2 separate regions of the Rattus norvegicus genome follow, and region 2 is linked to region 1. The links are chromatin contacts, called in public Hi-C maps. All regions are on one chromosome and are shown on one strand. Each heading gives the region's core, a stretch centred on a gene start, on an enhancer-like site or on the middle of the called end of the contact. The rest is flanking DNA. Distances are from core to core; before and after follow the strand shown. Region 1 overlaps Prtfdc1 (phosphoribosyl transferase domain containing 1). Region 2 overlaps Enkur (enkurin, TRPC channel interacting protein).

Region 1 (5,005 bases), core at 1,499-3,998:
CTTGTGGTGGTATGAATAGGAATGGTCCCCTTAGACTCATAGGTTTGAATGCTTGGCCCATGGGGAGTGGCACTGTTAGGAGGTCTGGCCTTTGTTGGAGTGGGTGTGGCCTTTGTTGGAGTGGGTGTGGCCTTTGTTGGAGTGGGTGTGGCCTTTGTTGGAGTGGGTGTGGCCTTTGTTGGAGTGGGTGTGGCCTTTGTTGGAGTGGGTGTGGCCTTGTTGGAGGAAGTGTGTCGCTATGTAGGTGGACTTTGACGGCTCATACATTCAAGCTGTATCCAGTGTGGCACAGTTTCTTTCTGCTGCCTGAAGATCAGGATTTGATCTCTCACCTCCTACCCCAGCACCATGTCTGCCTACATGCTGTGTTTCCCTATATGGTGATAATCGATGAGACCTTTAAAATATAAGGCAGCCCAAATTTAATGTTTTCCTTTGTAAGAGTAGCCATGGTCATGGTGTCTCCTTATAGCAATAAAACCCTAAGGCACCACCAACCCCACTCCCACCCCCACTGCATTTCCCTCTGAGCCCAACTTGCTACTCTGAACTTCAGCCTTCAGTTGACTCTTGCTAACCTTCAAACCGTTCTCCACAAAGCTGCCCAAGGGATCTTCTTAAAATACAAACTGGGTTACACCGCTTGCCAATTGAAACCTTTCAGTGGCCTCTTAATTAGCAGTTGCCAGACTCAACAAAAACAAAACAAAAACCCAGTAGCCCAGTCAAATTTGAGCGTCAGATATTGAATAGATGTTCAGTATGAGTACATAGTACATATTCACTGTAACTGTGTCTTGTGTGGTATTTTGGACATACTCTAAAAATTTACTCACTGATTACCTGACCTTAAAATATAATTAGGCGTTTGTGGTTTACCTTGCAAGCCTTCCCCCAGTGCTCTTTAAGTATGATCCAAATTCCTGACTCCAGTAAATCCTGCTTGATCCATCTGGCATCCCCACCGCATGGCCATACTTGATTGGCCTCATGGCACTGCCCTTCCCTAGCTAAGCCTTTCTTGCCAACCCCTTAAACAAGCTATGCCTTCTTCTTGGAATATGCTTTCCCCTGCCTTAGGACTCAGTCTGCTCTGTACAGCACAGCTTCCCTGCACAGCTGTCAGGGATGAGAGCATGGCCTGCTCTCCCTCCTACTGTCCACCAGTTCCAGTGTGCATCTGTCTGTGAGCCCAGCTCCCTCCGAGCCCTGTCTACAATTTACAGCTTAGCGCTTACTTAGGAGTCTTTTTTTTTTTTTAATCTGCCTTTCCTCCCAGAAAATCAGTGTGAAGTGGCCAGGGACCACTGGGTTCACCACCTCATCCCTAGCATGGTACACAGCCTGTTCCAGCACAAGTTAGAGTAAATACTGAATGAGCAGTGAGTGCATCATCCTACGTAGGAATCAGAGAAATGGTTTCAGTCAGAGCGAGGACACAGGGGAAAATGTTAAAGCCAAGCCAATTTGGCCAGGCCTCTGGTGGTGAGTGATGGGATCCCAAACCAAACGCATTTGCCGCTTCACAGAGGACGGTTTGGAGGGCAGCAAAAACTGAGAGTACCAATGAAATGGCATGTCCAAGTAGCTGATTCGGGTTAGGACTGAAGGGGGAAAGGAGTGTACGAGAAGGGTACAGCTTCCATATTAAGGAAAGTTAGAAAGGAAAGTGGGGACTGGAGAGATGGCTCAGTGGTTAAGAGCACTGACTGCTCTTCCAGAGGTCCTGAGTTCAAATCCCAGCAACCACATGGTGGCTCACAACCATCTGTAAGGGGACCTGATGCCCTCTTCTTGTGTGTCTGAAGACAGCTGCAGTGTACTCATATATAATAAATAAATAAATCTTTAAAAAAATTTTTAAAAAAGGAAGTGAATACTGCATGGCTAAGGGTGGGAGTGAAAAGGAGACAGAGTGCTTGCCTAGCTCAAGGGGGCGTAGCAGTGGGGGACAGAGTGCCTGTCTGACTCTCACTCACAAGACCCTGGATTGAATGGCCAGCACTACTGAAAAAGAAAAAGAAAAATTTTCATTTAACTTTAGAGATGTACTTTTCCTTATAAAGTTACTCAAAAATTTTAGCATTGTAACAAAATACCTGGGGGAAAAAAAAACAACTAAAAGGAGGAAAGGTTCATTTCAGCTTATAGTTTCAGGCACCGCAGTGCATGGCCATCTGACTCCAGGCCTGCGGGAAGTCAGAACATCATGACAGAAAGACATGGTGATTGGTGAAGGGCTGGCCAGGAGAGGCTGGGGGGTAGGGAGGTCTGCCAAACTAGACATAAATCACTTAGGGAAGTCATGCCCCAGCCACCTCTTTCATCGAATAAGGCCCATTTCCAAGCAGCAGAGACATGAAGTTAGGTCCTCTAGCCATGGCCACCTCCCAGTAGTGCCACCACCTGGGTGCGAAGCCTTCAACATGGGAGCCTTCAGGCAGGATAGTTTATGTTCAACCTGTAATAGCCAGCTCTACGGCCTCCTTCCTTCACCTGGTCAATCTTGTCTGCCCAGGAAGACTTGTCAAGACAACAAAGAAACCCAGTAGGCAGAATCTTTTCACAGGGAGTCAGATGCATGATGGGGAAGAAGCTTAGGAAGCGCTCAGCACTTACTGGGTCCCTGTTTGAGTGGTTATAGAAGAATCCAAACTGTAATAAACGTCTGCATCAGGCAGCAGGGTCGTTACAGGTCATTCTCTAACTTCTTCTTTCTCATACACTCACCATGCAAGCCAGCAGTCCAGTCAATAAATTTGCATTTTTTCATATTACTACCCTACCAGGAATTTGGACATGGCTTCTCTCATTCAGTGCTGAGCACCTCAAGAACAGCTCACCGAGTTTTTCCACAAATCCCCTTTCTTTGCACAAAAAGAAGGAGAGGGAGGGGGAGGAGGAGGAGGAGATGATGGTGATGGTGGTGGTGGTGGTGGTGATGATGATGGTTATTCTTGGAACTGCAATGATCTTAAGGAGAAGGTGGGGTTGTGGGAATAACACAGGAGAGCGTCAGATCTACAATGGGGGAGGAAAGGGAGAGTAGGGAACTAGACAGGGCTGGATCTGATGACTAAGGAAACAAGTCAGGAACTGAACAAGGAAATAATAAAGTACCTGAAAATGTAGTTGGGTTGGGTTTACAGAGTAGACTGATTGTCTCAATAAAGAGATGAACTTGCTGAATCTGAGCAGAGGTGACATCATGGAGCCGTTTAAGGGGGGAAAAATATAATCGTGATATGTTGTGCAAAATGCAGTCAATTAATTATGAATTTTATTTAGTTAATACAAATCTTTAAGAATATCATGAACCTGACACGCGGTGGAAGGGAGTACAGGAGGGAGGGAGGGCAGGGGCTGAGCCCTCCCCAGAGGGCTGAAGCCAAAATGAAGAGGGAGCCATAGACATGGTTCTTGCATCGTTTTCTGAAAGGAGGAGCCTCAGAAAGCGTCCGGAAGCAGCTCCCCCTGGTCAGCTGTGCCCTGTTTGTAACCTGCATGGAACCTCTGGGGGCCTGGGAAGATGGCTGGAGTTCAACTAAGAGAAAGGATGTCTCCCTCCAGGTCTTTCTCTGCGCCTTCTTTCACTTTCAGGGAAGGCTGGCTGAGTCATGGCTCTAAATAGGCCAGTGCTGTTGAATGCAGCGAGCCCTCCACAATTCTCTTCACTGGGCGCTCTGCACTTAAAAGCATTTACTCGCTGTATTTAAGCTGTCTGCACAACACACTCTCACTCTGATTTTTCCCCTCAAGTTGATTTAATCCTGGCACTTCATAAAATGTGTGTATCCACTAAAGCAGGGAGATTCTAGTCGTGTCCAAGGGAAGCCCCCAAAAGGCTGGGATAAAACTGAAAGCCAGCAGGCCCAGATCGGCCGTGAAGATACACAGCTGGGCAGCTTCTGTGCAAGATTTCCGGAGACGAGCGCCCCACCCCCAAACAAGTTTCTAATCGAATGCCAGAATGAAGCACTGAAGCCTGCCAAATCGCCTCACCGCCGGCACCACCGGCTGCCGGCTGCCGTAACTTAAAGCATTCCTTTTTACTGCCGCTGACTGGACTGAGAACAATGGTAGAAATGGCCACTGGTGATGACGATAGCAATTTTGTGAGTTATCACATAAAATAAAATGCTGAGCCACATTCCTTTCCCTCTGGGATTTATAAGCATACACCTCCTCACAGCCCGCAACTGCCGTCCAGCCCATCTTTGCCAGGCCAAAACCCCGGTGCTGTTGCAGATCGCTTTGTGTTTCCAAAGTTTAAAAGTAGCTTCTTGCCTCCTTTGTTAGGAAAATTCAGTGTGATGGGCTTTGCTGAGGCCTCTGAAGAGCAGCGAAACAACACTCTGGAGTCCAGAGAGTCCCTATAGAATCTTCGCCTACAGCCCCCGCAGACTTTTACTGGCTCCCTGGGAGGAAGTGAGCTAGGTGTGAGGGGATGACTAAGACAGTAATTGGCAAACACCTCAGATTCAGCGATCATGGTTATCAGATGGGAAGTGTTCTGGAGGCACAGAGTGTTCCGAAAAAAATCCCCCAGCATCGCCTACTCAAAAAGCGGGAATCTTAGTAGACTGCTCGGCACAAATGAAAGGCAGTAGACAGGAAAGGTTGGTTAAGGAAGAACTGCAGATCCTTAAAGATGGTGGAGATGGTGTCTCATGAGTAAAATGAGCTACAGAAAGTGAAAGCCAAAGTTATTCATTTATCACACAGAGTTCTTTCTTTTTTCTTCCCTATCTCTTCCTTCCTTCCTTCCTTTCACAGAGTCTTGCTATCTACCCAGGTGACATAGAACCCATGATCTTCTTGCTTCTGCCTTCCTAGGTACTCTGCTCACATGTGCACCCCTATAGCTGGAGCACAAGCCTTCCTGGGTCGCCTTTTCCTATCAGAGCTCTGTGCTGACCATATGAGGATGGGTTACTATTTGTCTCTTAGCCCCTGAGTCTAATCTTGGTGCACGGAAACCCAAGGATTGGTTCCTTTAGATATT
Region 2 (5,005 bases), core at 1,019-3,518, 130 kb before region 1:
CAAATTACTGGGGATCATTGCAGCATTATTCACACACATACACACGTAATGTGTTTTGCTCATATCCACCCCACAAGGCCGTCACGTGCCTCTTCCCCCTCTTACTCATCTCCCCCTTTCTCCCCTCCTGTTTGTTACCAGTGTTAAAGTTGGCATACATAGTGACGGGAATCACAATGTACTTCATGCTTTGTGGCTTTGTACTCTGTTCAAGTTTATTCCCCTTCCCCATTGGCCTCTCCTACACTCCCTGATCTGCTCTGTCCGATCCCTTTCTGCACACACGGTCCTCCCTTCTGCTCTCTCTTCACAGGGAGAACCTCTCCTTTTACTGCCTTGCTTAAGATCTGCTCCTCACCTGTGCCCTCCCCAACTCAAGGCTCCTCCCTGGTTCTATGATTTAGAGACGTGCACATCTTCCTTATCCATTGGCTGCTGACAGACGCGTGGGCTTGTCCCTTTCCCAGCAATTGTGAGTAGTGCAGCAATAGGCGTAGAAATGCCAGGATCTCTGCTGTGTGGTGGCTGCGTTCTGCTGGCACCTCCACAGGAGTGATATAGCTGGGCCATGTGGTATTTCTACTTTTAGAGAAACCCCTATATTGATTTCTATAGTGTCTGTACCAGCTCACAGTCCTACCAGCGGCTTAAGATTTCTTTCCTTCACGTCCTCACCAGTATTGGCTGTCACTTATGTTTCTCAGACAGCCATCCTGCCAGGGGTAAGATGGGGGACCGCAAGCTCTTTCAGTGTGAATTTCATCAATGGCTGCAGATACTGAGCCTTTTTTCAGCTTTCTAATAGCAGTTTCTGTATTTCTTCTTTGGAGAACTACTTGTCCTGTTTCTTGGCCAGTGGACTGGGTTGGGTGATCTGTGCTTGTTTTTGTTCCCTATTCTGAAAGCTGTCCTCACTGTGCCAATTATTTCCTGTGCTCTGAAGAAGCCGATCATACATTTTGATTTGATCTTACATGTAGTAGGATTTCCCCTGCATGTATGTGTGCCCGCCACATACATGGCTGGTGCCTGCGGAGGCCAGAGAGGGTGTTGGATCCCTTACAGATAGTTATGAGCTGCTGTGTGGGAGATGGGAATCATACCACATCTTTTAGAAGAACAGCCAGTGCCCTTAACCTCTCTCTGCAGACCGTGTGAAGCCCTTTACTTTCATGGAATCCTGCCTGCCAATCTTTGGCTTGTTCCAGTGTTGTTGCAGCCTACGTTGATCTTCTCAAGTTCTTCCCATGTATCGTCCCTCGTCATTTCAAAGCTTCAGATCTTACCTTAAGACCCCTTCTATCCATTTTGAACTGGTCTGAGCAGTTTCGTTCTTCTGACACCTTTATCAAGAATTAAGTGGTTTTATTTATCTCTGTGGGTTTATTTCTGAGTCCTCTATTCCATCAGTCGACATATCTGCTTTTGAGCCAGAACCATGCTATTTTTGTTACTGTGGCTCTGTAATATAATCTGAGACCAGGTATTGAGAGTCCTCCAGCATTGCTCTTTCGATAAGGATTGTTTTGGCTATTCAAGGCCCTTGAAGACTGGAAACTGACACTTATGGAGGCAGGGTCAATTGAGCTAGCGGACTCTCATCCTTTCCCAGCTTTACACTGCTGCTGAGTCGATATGAAAAATGAGACATTCACCAGATCCGTCTTCACTTTGGTGGCTAAACTCTTCTTCTTGGGAATCTCTGCTAGCCACAGGTAGCTTTTCAACCTGTGAGCTGGGCAATTGCCTCATCCTTCAGATCCATCCTGAATGGCATCCCTGTGGAGGCTAATGGCTAGCTGGAGATGACTCCCAAATGTGGGACATCTCCTCCAAAGGTCTTGGGAGTGTGAAAAGCAGCCAGCACTGAGATCTGGTCAAACAGAAATGGTCTTTATACTTGCAGGAACCCTGGAGCTGTCTTCCATGTTGGAGGGAAGCAGCTCTTAGGTTTATAGACCAGGCCTGGGACAGCAGGTCTCTGGGGCTGTACGGCAATGCAGGACAGTTATCATGGTCCAGAGGCTGACCAGACTAAGAGCTTTCTGACTGCCGGGCTAGTCTCTGTTGATGAGATCTGTTTCTGGCCTCTGGGCTCAGATTATCCTTCCCCATGCACTTCCCTGCCCAGCTTCCTGTCGTCTACAGTCTGGGCTTGTCAGCATCCAGCCTGCTGCGCTCTACTTCTGCCTCCAGAGACTTCCCACACCCTGACGCTGTGGCAGGCCAAACTGAAGCTCCTAGGCCTGTTCTCACGCTTCAAGGAAGCTTGGTTTTTAATAGGATCTTGCTCAAGATGCTGCCTGTTAGTTGCCCTGAGTCACCCAGAGTGACACTGTGGGGTTTCTCACTGTCTCACCAAAATCCACCGCTGGAATGGCAGCTTTAGGCTTGTCCTGTGAGGCTCCACTTTTAGAAATGACATCTGTTTCTTCTCAGCCTACATGACCAGCTTGGCTTTCTCCTTATTCACATGGCATCTGCTCTTTTGGGGTATCCTTTTGCTTCCTTTGTGGACTCCCAAAACTCGCTCTTTCTCTCTTAAAATGAAATGTACTTTTTCTTTGTGTCTGAAAGTATGCACACGTGCGTGTGTGCATGTGAGTGCACATGTACTCATACGTGGAGGTCAGAGGTCAATGTGGGGGTGACTTCTGTCACTGTTTACCATATCCACTGAACCTGGAGTTTATCAATTCAGGCGACTGCCTGATCTGAAAGCTCCTTCTGTATCTTCTTATCTCCACCCTCATGCCCAGGAGTGGAGTGGAGTGAGTGAGTGAGTTAGTTAAGTAGTTAGTTAGTTAGTTAGTTAGTTAGTTAGTTAGTTAGTTAGTGGAGTGTAAATAAAATGATCTATGATCTCACAATGAATGAAACGGGCCAGTCTGTAAAACTTCACTGAATGAATTCAATTAGTAGTTTAAGACTGTGTTGTCAGTGAAGCCCACGTCCCCTGTAATGAGAAATGTAACCAGGCAAAGGTGGAAATGGGCATTTATAGCTCCTAAGAGAGCCCTCATTTTGAATGTGTTGATTTCAGAGACCATAAAACATTAGCTACGTTATTAAATTAGCATGTGTTCTACATTTAATGACATTCGAACCATGTCTAGAACACATTCACAGGATATGGACCCCTGACTGCACGGAAGATGACTTAGTCTTTGTAATATGTTGTAATAGGTTGAAAACATACAAAAAGGTCACTATAAACTTGAATTTCAGTGTTTTTCTTACAGTAACATTTCACCAAATACAACTTGAATATGCCGGTCAAAATTCAGGCTTCTGATGTGGCCTCCCTGTTGAAGAACAAAGATAGAACAGAACATTCTGAGCAGGGAGGAAGTGAAGGTGGGGGAGGGGCGGTTTACAAAGTGTTTACCGTGTGAGCATGGGGACCTGAGCTTGATCTCCAGAGCCCATGTAAGAGCCAGTCGTGGTGACATGTGCTGTGATCTTAGCAGTAGTGTGGGAGAAGCAGGTAGAGGACTGGGGGGAGGCAGCAGTGGGAGGGGCTGCTGGCCGGCTAACCTAAGTTCCTGACTTCCAGGCCTGCAAAGAGGCAGTAGGGTGGTGGTCCTAAAGATGATATCTGACAAAACTTTTCTAATAAATGTATGAAAAATATTTTCAAAACCAGCTTTTACTTGGGACCATCAATTTTCAGATTGTTGATTTTTACCGAAGCGTTTGGTATAAGCTTGGCTCCACAGTGCTCCTAACTCTGTACGGTACAGGGCTCTGCCGCTGTGCCGTGTTTTCTGTTACTGTGGCCAAGTCCAGTACGGACACGTTATCATTTCCAAAGTCGCTTCAGCAGCCGTCTGCACCTTCTCAGTCTCTGTTACCCGCAGTTTCGTTGTCGGTTCCTTTTGCAGTCTACCCGTTACGGCAAAGTCTCTTTACCGTTTGCAGGGGCTGAAGAAGAACTGGGAAGAGGTGCACAAAGAGTTCCAGTCCCTCTCGGTCTTCATCGACTCCATACCGAAGAAGATCCGCAAGCAGAAGCTGGAAAAAGAGATGAAACAGCTGGAGCACGACATCAGCATCATCGAGAAGCACAAGATCATCTACATCGCCAACCAGTGAGCGAGCTGTCACGGTGCGGAAAGAGGACACAGGACAATCCTCACGGACGTCAAACCAAACCCACTCTTCTCAAAGAGGACTATGCAGAGAATAAGTTCACTGAAAATGTAGGCAGTGTTGAAAGAATAATTGAATTATTTGATTGTTCTAGAGAAAATTTTCTCCTCCACTGTCACAGTTCTACTTATAAACAAACCATTAAAGTCGGAAGCTTCACCCTGGGTCTGTATTCCATAAGGGCAATCATCCTATCACCGTGGACGTGTTTCACGTGAACATTACGTCTGGACCTTAGAAAGTAAAAACATTTAGCATTTCAGGGCTTTGCACTGTTTTGTTGTGTGTTTTTTGTTTTGTTTTGCTTTTTTCTTCCCTGGGTGACAGTAAGAATACAGTGCAGAAAACCATGCCTGTCGGAGACTGGGGACCCGATTCCCTGATACTCGGAAGCGCTTCCTAGATCTTGCTTCTAAACTCCAGTGACTCAAGGCGTGTGTTCTCAGGGGTCCAGTGCTATTTGTAATTATTTCTAACTCAAGATCTTTTCAGTATCCACAACACTATACATGATTAAAATGTTCACTTAAAGGAAGAAAATTTAAGAAGACGATTCCTGAAAGGCTCCAAGGAGAATTCTAGAAAGACTCTCTTTAAGGCATGGATGTAGTTCAGTAGCAGGACCTGAGAGATCTCTGGGATGCGGGTGCAGAATGACCGGACACAGGTGAGGGAGGAAGGAACGGTGTGTGGATTGCCAGCACACCACTCAAGGAGAGCGGAAACCAGCAAGAATGAGACAAAATGAAAATTCCTGACTGTAGTACTCTGATGTATTCCATGATTCACTGTGAATATTCCAGTAAGCTGGAGTCTGTTTCCATCCGGGTCCAGTATAAATATTGATTTTTTA

The links. Hi-C and Micro-C count contacts between places; a contact is called where the count stands out from the background.
Region 2: a contact with region 1 is called in a Hi-C map of frontal cortex, with 2.5 times the contacts expected there. The contact joins two enhancer-like sites.

The regions. Positions count from the first base shown.
Region 1 is chr17:88,467,539-88,472,543 of GRCr8, reverse strand. The region is part of intron 4 of Prtfdc1 (phosphoribosyl transferase domain containing 1); the gene reads left to right. Among named protein-coding and RNA genes, the nearest start is that of Arhgap21, 90 kb to the right of the region's middle. Within about 2 kb of position 2,748, at least 71 of the 93 cell types and tissues checked have an H3K27ac peak or open chromatin away from gene starts, as enhancers often do.
Region 2 is chr17:88,598,369-88,603,373 of GRCr8, reverse strand. Enkur (enkurin, TRPC channel interacting protein) reads left to right here. Exons shown (of 5, transcript NM_001106126.1): 5 at 3,922-4,317. The coding sequence ends at 4,095. Among named protein-coding and RNA genes, the nearest start is that of Enkur, 22 kb to the left of the region's middle. Within about 2 kb of position 2,268, at least 36 of the 93 cell types and tissues checked have an H3K27ac peak or open chromatin away from gene starts, as enhancers often do.